2 separate regions of the Anser cygnoides genome follow, and region 1 is linked to region 2. The links are chromatin contacts, called in public Hi-C maps. All regions are on one chromosome and are shown on one strand. The core of a region is the stretch at or near the end of the contact, and the rest is flanking DNA. Distances in the headings are between cores, read along the strand shown. Region 1 holds the start of TUT7 (terminal uridylyl transferase 7). Region 2 holds the start of LOC106045365 (fructose-1,6-bisphosphatase 1).

Region 1 (3,979 bases), core at 1,042-3,541, 590 kb before region 2:
AAGAGAGTCCTTTCTTGTCCTGCTATGCATGGGGATCCATGCTACAGATCTGTACTCTCTCCAACTGTCAGAAGTACCACGGTGGTCATCAGATATCCACTTCTTTATCTGGTCTTTTTGGATATCACTGAACTTCAATCCTTGACTGTGAGTTGTGTTTTTAAGTGAATGGGGGCTACTCAAAACATTACGTGGCCCTCGCCTAGGACTATTTCCATAATGACCTGGCGTTCCCCTCTTCTTTTGCATGCTGACATCCATGTTATTGCTATGGCCATTCCCATATTCATCCATGGCTTGGCAGTCTTTCTGTAATGGACTTCCTTTTAATTCTTCTTCATACATTTCTGGTTCTTTTTGTTTGGCAAAAGGGGGTTTTGCAGCATCTCCCATGGTTATTGCTATTCAATTTAGTGATTCACACCTAGAAATTAAAAAGTTAAAAATAGTATTTTAAAAATAATCAACCAATAAACGTAAGTGCACTGGTTATTATTTGGTATTAACAATCAAAGCCATGGTTCTGTAATACCATAAACGCAAGCAAGTCTTGGTGGAAAGCAAAATTTGTTCCAATCAAAAGAGTTCAAAATCACATAGGTTTCTGCTCTTAACATGTTTAAAACCAGTGGGTGGTTGTCTCTCACCGCAGGGACAGCCCGTGACTTTTTTGCATAGGAAGCTCTAGATGCCTTTTGGACAGATAAACACTTTTCAGAGTCCACACCAGACTCATCTCAGTACAGCAACACTTTGAAAGAACCACTGAAAAGGCTTTGCCATGTATAGAATATATGTAGAAGGCAACAAAGAGGATGCCCCAATGGCCAGTTTACACCAACAAATATTCCCCTTCCCCTGTTGTCGATACTATTCGCCTTGTTAAGGATGAAAATTGTGATCAGAGGTGTTGCTTAACTCCTGCTACCTGCCTGCGAGGCAAAGATCACATGATGATTAAGAGCCAATCCTGCACTGCCCAATGCACTTTGCACTTTTTAGCTAGCTGGCCATTCAGAGATTTCACGTTACTGGGTACTAAGTATACTTATTTCATAGTAATGTGGTATTATCTAAAAAAATAACCTGCGTTACCAGTTAGCTCTCCAGACTTGGTCATGTCTGCATTCTTACTGTAAAATACTTACAGAGAGCTGCAACTCAAGCAATAGTTTAAATAGTTTTAGTTTTTAAATAGTCAATAGTTTAAACCTGCATGGGCTGTGAAAGTGGGCACTACCTGGAAGAGATCAGTCAAACACACGAAGCAGTGCTTACAACTACACTGAATATTCGGTTGTTTAACTACTGCCACATAGAACCAAACAAGAAAAAATTTCGAAAAAAGATATATGAGGTTAAGGTGCAGAGAAAGCTAGGGAAGCACTTAAGTAGGAAACATACTTCTGTTGTCTTTAATATGGAAGTATAGTGCTTGATGTTCTTGACTTTTTTTCTTTTTTTTTTAAATTCTGCAGGCCCCAAAGGCGCCCTCAGGCACATCAGTGTCTGCTTTCTACAGGCTTGAAGCTTTTAGAGTTTATATGGCTTGTACGCAGAAGAACTTTGCTCTCACATGTGTTGACAAAATAAGCTGTACACCTGTCCTAAGGGGGCTGAACTCACAGTCTGCTGTGCGTTATCAGGGAGATGCAGCCATTCTAGCCAGGAGCAAAAACGAAAAAGAAAAAAAAAAACAAACCACAAAGTCCAGCTCGCACAAAGCGAACTTGCTACCTGTTTCACGAAAGACACGTCCGCCGAACCTGTGCTCCGGTGACCTACGAACGGCTCACCCCGGAGTCATCCCGGGGTGCAAACCCACGCCCAGGCAGCAGGCCGGCGACGAGGCACGCCCGGCGCCGCCAGGAGCCGCGTCCCCGAGGGGGGCAGCGGGGAGGAAGGCGGCCGGGCCGGTTACCGGCGGGGGGTCACCACCACCGCCACCACCGCCACCACCACCTCCACCTCCTCCTCCTCCTCCTCCCTCCGCCCCCGGCACCGGCGCGGGGCGCAGCCGGCCCGACCCGGAGCGGCTCAACGGCCGCAACCCGGCAGCCCGCGGCGGAGGGGCCCCGTCCCGTCCCGTCCCGTTCCGTCCCCGGTCAGCGCCCACGGAGAGAAGCGAAGCGCACTCACCCGCCGCCGGCCAGCCCGACCCCTACGGCCGGCCCGCCATTACGTCGCGGCGGAAGAGCCGCCGGTCCCTCACCGCCGCCGTCCGCGCGGCCCTTCCGGCAGCACGGCCCCGCCTCCCGCCCAGCACGGGCACGGGGCCGGTGGCGGTGCCGGTCCCGCCGCCGGGGAGCGCTGCTCGCGGCCGTGCCGTGCCGTGTCGGGGCGGGGCGGGCTGTCCGCCATTACGGGGCCCGGCCGCTTGTCGCCGCCCTGAGCGGGGGGGGGTCGCGGTGCGGTGGTGGCTGAGCCGGGCTTGGTGTTGGTGAGGGGAGCAGGAATGGCATCGCCCGGCTCGTGTGAGCGCCCTGCTTACACGGTGGTTGTTCCTCCTTGGTTTATAGGTGTACAAGCTGGTGCCCGTGGAAGCTGGGCTGCATCGATTTTGAACGACACGCTTACTAAACGCGCGAGAGCTTCATTTGTAGGTTAAATTTAAATGTAACCCGCACAGCTCTCCAAAACATCTAGCAATGCAAACACTCCAGCACGCTCCTCTGCGGCTGTGACTAGAGCAGCTTGCTACCAGCTGCAGCACGGGGATCGCGGCTTTCAAATGTAGGTCACCAAACAGGCTCCAGATTGCAAACACACGGTGTCACAGCCCGCCTTGCCAGCTGGGAGCCCTGCTAATCTCAGAAGATTGTTTTTGCTGTGCCTTGGTCCTGGTAATAGAAGAGTAAATGCGTTGGCATGAACAATCACGGTGGCTATTGAAGAACAGCCACTGTGTACAGTGCTGTTCACACGTGTAGCGGGGGCATTTCCACACCACTGGGAACCAAATCCAATCCCATATAATCTGTATGCCTCATCAGACTAGCCACCCCGGCAAAAATATCTGACATGCAAAACAAATTACTCATGAAAAATAAAAACAAATTACAGGAAGTGGGGAAAAAAGCTGGTATGGTGCGGCTTTCCTACTGGTATCTAAATGGTTTACCTTAAAAAGGAGAAGAGAAATGGCAAGCAGTCCTTCTGCTTACACCTGGGATAGGTGGGGAAGAGGCCGTATACCTGCTTTCCTGTGGAAGAAAAACTGGCACTTGCTTTATATCACCGTCTCGCTGAATAAAGTGACTTGTTTGTTTTGTGCATATTGCTTGTGCTTGCTCAGACTCTTCATCTTACTGCTTCCTGCTGTTTCTGCATGCCCCCTTTATTCTCTAATAACTTAAGAGGATCTCTTCCTACTGCTGTTTTGCATCCATATTAAAGGAACAGAGATGCTCTTATCCCACCCTAGTAGTCCTCGTAATAATTCACCTTCCCGTTCCAATCCAGTTTTCCCTTGCAAAATATGTCCATACGTACACATTTTAAAGTAGTTTAATAGTAGAGTACTATCAAAATTAAGGATGGTAGCGTCCAAAAATATGACATTATAGCCTTATAGCTGTACAGCTCAGTGCTTTGCAACCCATTTCTGGTGCCAGCTACAGAACTTGGAAGTTATTTTTGTCTTCTACTATGGCCCCTTCAAAATAAGAAAATTCTTCCGGTGAGATACTCTCTGGAGAGGACCTAGCATACTAGCATAGCTTAAATAACAAAACCATTGCTGTAAGCAAATGTGGCAGGTATGCCAAACACAGAAACATTTCTAAGCCTTGCCCTGCCTCCTTCCATAAAATTGTTTGTGTCTGCAATCTCAGCATATTTAATGTCATATTGACTACGGTGGATCAAACAGTGCTTGGTCATGTGGGAGCTTGTCACTAGCGCACCCATGCAGGATTGCCTCAAATTCCTGTTTTGTTTTTTTTTTTTTATGAAACTCAGATTCCTGAAGTTCTTATAA
Region 2 (4,366 bases), core at 1,328-3,827:
ACCAGCAATTCCATAGCTAAAGTAAAGGAAGGAGAGAGCATTTAGTCAGAGCAGGGCGCTATGCCTTCCTAAGCATCCCATTTCTGGCAAGGTAAAACAAGCCTGGATGATATCTCATTTTTTTAAAACTGTGTTTTATTTATTGTCCATTGGATTCTTGCTGAGACCTGCTAACATTATGTCTGTTGTGGCAAATCTAGAAGACATCAAATGTGAGGAACACAAAAAAGGGGATCATTTTTATACAGTCCCTGAACTGTATATAGGCAGACATAGCCAGAGCAGGCTGTGAAGGCTGAGTTACAATAATTATGTTACTTTATATTAACTATAAAACCTAAATATTGTCCCTCAATCCTAGCCTCCAAAATCACAGCAGTTTACCACAAAAACTAAGATTTGCTAGAAAATTTATACTTAAAAAGTAACAATGGACCTGACTACACTAGTTACACTATAACTTTTCTCTGTAACTTGCTTTTGGTGAGCCATATCACATACAGATTCCAGAACAAATATTGCGCTCACACATAAATCAACATTTTCACGATTCAGTGTTTTCAGTTTTGATTTTACGTAGTAAGCATTTCTTTGGGAATAAAACTGAGAAACACAAACACGAAACACAAATACAGTCCTGCCAGCTAATCAGAATCTAGCCATCTGGCATCAGGAAGTACTGGGAGACTTCGCGATAGGCACTTTTGAAAGCATACAAAACAGAGAACGGGAAGTGTAGCTCTAAGAAGAGCAAAACGAGACCCGGCCCCGCACACATTCAGACGACTCTTATGTACTTCAGCTGTAGTGCACCGGTTACTCTGAATACTGATATTTCTGGTCGTCTGCAATAATGCTGCACTTAGGAATACAACAATGTACTGCATTTCTTCGATTTGATGCAAGAGACAAAGAAAAAGACACAGAATAATTCTCTCTCTGTCTGTCTCCATCTCTGCCACAGCAGCTCAAATGCTTTCCTGCACCTGGGGGGATCATAAGGCAAGGGTATGGGCACAGTTATCGAACATGTGTGCAGCTCAGCAAAGCAGCAGGAACAGGACCTTTGAGTGTGACAAATCAGGTCACTGATGGGAAAACCTGGTCTCTTCTGATAGACATAAGAGGCATGGGAAAGGGCTAGCACACAGCAATTAAAAAACTATCCCAACCGTTTAAAATCTGAAGTTAAAACAGAGAAAAATAGTTCAAATATACAAAAAGCAGGACTTTTTTACTGTCTCCTGCAGTTGCTTCTATTTTATTAACTTCAAGTTTTTCAGCTCTGATGCTAATAACACATTTTACAATAAAAATTGCTTTGTATTGCTAGGGGCCTTTTGCTTCATATATTTTCCACTACATGGTACGTAGATGCAAATTCATTTTCTCTCTACCACATTTTTCATTAGGTAATGAGGCAGCTCACGTCTAAACCCCTGATCAGCATACAGTTTGGCATACCAATGATATGTAAAATACCTAGGGGAAGTAGTTATTAACAAATAGTTTTGTTTTTAACATTTTGAGAGCTCTAATTTCCTCCTGATTCTCCTCCAGTCCATGCCCCTGGATGTCAGCGCTGACTGGCTGACTGCAGACACTGCTGTTCCTGATGGAGGCTCTTGCTAAAAACTGACATTGCTATGGTGCAACAAAGAGAAAAAGAAAAAAAAAAAAAACTACAACACTGAATTTGATTAAACACCTCATAGCACAAAGTGGTGCTTTGATTTTGAGCAGTTGAGTACTGAGAACAGTAACCCAGCCATATTTTGGCAGGCTTCATCTTTCAGCCTGCTCCTTTGTCTGCTGGCTCAAAGCATCCAGCCTGACGGGGGTCTGCATGCAAGCCCATCACCTGCCAAAGGCTGCGTGCCCTGTGGGTGAAGGAGCAGCACAACACAACACGCTCCTCTGGGGAGAAGCCCAAGCCCACGGCGCTACAGCAACAGCTCTGGGGAGGAGAGGAGAGGAGGGACGAGTGGCAGGACAAGGGGCATCTCAAACTATTTCCAAGGACCTCCTGGGCTGCTGCTGATGGGCACAGGGATGGGGATGGGGATGGGGATGGGGATGGGAATGGGGATGGGAATGGGGATGAACATGGGGATAAGGATGGGGATGGGGATGGGGACAGGATGGGGATAGGGATGTGGACAGGGATGGACATGAACATCAGGATGGGGATGGGGACGGGGATGGATATGGACATGGCGATGGGGATGGGATAGGAATGTGGATGGGGATGGACATGGGGAGGGGCAGGGGGATGAGGATACACACAGGGACAGGGATGGACATGGGGATGGGGATGGACATGGGGACGGGGACGGCGCACTCACAGGTTGGCGATGCCCGCCTTGCGCACGGCGGTGGAGATGGCCTTGATGGCGGTGCAGAGGGAGTTGAGGAGCTGCGTGAACTCCCCGGTGCCCTTCGCCCGCCTGCCCTCCTCCATCACGAAGCGGGTCATGGTGATGACATTGGTGTCGAAGGCCGAGCGGTCCGTCATCCTGCCAGCACCGCAGCACTGCCGCCGCTCCCCCCGCCGCCCGCAGCACCAGCACCGGCCGGGGGGCGGGGGGGGGGGCGGGGAGGGGGGGTGGAGCCTTCACATGCCCCCGCCCATCTCCGCCCCAGCCCCCGCCCCCACCCCCTTGTATAGCCACAACTCTCTCAGGCACGCGATCTGCTTTTTTTGGGGGGTAGTTGGAATGCACCCAGTTGGATAAGCACAGCCTTAAATGATAAAGCCGAAGCCACGGGCTGAAATAATTCCAGGCGGCTGACAAACGCAGTGCAACAGTTGGATAAACACAGCCTGAAATGATAAAGATGTGCACCTCTCAATATACACGTGTGCTGTCTTCCAAAGCACGTTCCGTATCTGTGCCTCGCCAACATCAAAGGTGTGCATAAATGCCTTCTCCTGTAGGTGTGCACAGCTTTGGCCCAATTAACCCATGCCTGGCGTTACAGACACTCCAGACAGCCTTAGGTGTTAGTAGCTGAAATGCTCTTCTAAAAGGGATGGTTCAGTACTTCACATTTCACGTGGATTTTGTAAAATTGATAAAGCATTGATATTAGCTTTTTCTTTAAGGGTTTAATGCTTTACAACTACATTACACAGCTACATCTGTCCAAATAGTTGAGACCAATTAATAGTGAGCATCCCATAAAATTTGAGATGAGTGGACTTAACCTAGTTAGAAATAAGTAGGCTAAAACAACGTGGAAATATATGACTTCAGGAAACAAAACTCAGAACTGCTGATTTATTGCAGTTTACCTTAATTGTGAAGACCCTAATAAATACATCAATAATCTGTAGGAAGAGTTATACATTTGTGTATAAAAAAAGTCAAGATCATATCAAAACACTTGCAATCCAAAGTTTAGTATGCATGACTGAGGACTAAGCTCTTTCATCTCACTTGCAGGGCTATGCACTGTCCTCAAGTCCTGAACAGAAACGCGTGCTTTTTTGGTGATGTAGAGGTGACTGGGGAAAGTGTTTTGCTCCTCTGTTCCTACCATCAGGTTCAGGTAGAAACAAACAATCCGTGAATTGAAAGAGCAGTCGTTTGAAAGGGTGCTGGTTTCACACTGGTCTATCCAGATGTGCGTTTTCCACTGTGGGCAGGTAGCTTAATTATTTTTAGCAGTTATATCATGTTCATAATCTTCTGAACTGAAGGCAACTTTGTTTACAGTAGATTAACCCATTTTCATACCCATGGCCTTAAAATACGCCCAGACATTGGCAATTCTGGGGATTCTACTATCATGTTGAAAGCTGACTTCACATTAAATAATTGAGATCAAAATTGTCAAGGGTAGACAAATGAAGAGAACATAAAGCTTAATGCTATAAACTGCTTTTCACACAAATTTTCAGGCAGAATCTGCAACCCACAGAGAGTTCCCTGCTGTGAGAATCAGCTATCCAGTCAAGATATCCGGCTAAGTTTGTCTATATTAGCCAGAGACTATGGTATAGGTATATCCTGAGATGATTCCGATCAATTCCCAAACCTGTGTTTGTTAAAAGAAAACACCACTAGCTTAGCCAATGTTATACTAGGGGCTTAATTTTTGCCCCTTTGTCAGTATTTTCACATATCTTAAGACAATGCAGAAAGATAACAGGAGCAAAATTATAAATGAGACAACACAAGTGTCAAAAGACCCTTGGACTGCAGAACAAATCTTTTAACTTCCTAAACACATAGGCAATCCTACAGCAACCACGCTATGTGGTATCTATAAAGCCAGTATAAGATTAAAAGTAGGTTCTACATGTTTTGAACTTTTCCCCTTAGAAACCAGTAGTTAAACATTTATTGAAAATGAATTTGTG

What was found. Hi-C and Micro-C count contacts between places; a contact is called where the count stands out from the background.
Region 1: a Hi-C map of liver shows a contact between it and region 2, with 2.4 times the contacts expected there. The contact joins the promoter of TUT7 here to the promoter of LOC106045365 in region 2.

Annotation. Positions count from the first base shown.
Region 1 is chrZ:42,229,338-42,233,316 of Taihu_goose_T2T_genome, reverse strand. It overlaps TUT7 (terminal uridylyl transferase 7), which reads right to left and starts at 2,291. Exons shown (of 29, transcript XM_048080525.2): 1 at 2,140-2,291; 2 at 1-424. The coding sequence starts at 393.
Region 2 is chrZ:41,638,414-41,642,779 of Taihu_goose_T2T_genome, reverse strand. LOC106045365 (fructose-1,6-bisphosphatase 1) reads right to left here and starts at 2,577. Exons shown (of 7, transcript XM_013195791.3): 1 at 2,346-2,577; 2 at 1-16. The coding sequence starts at 2,515.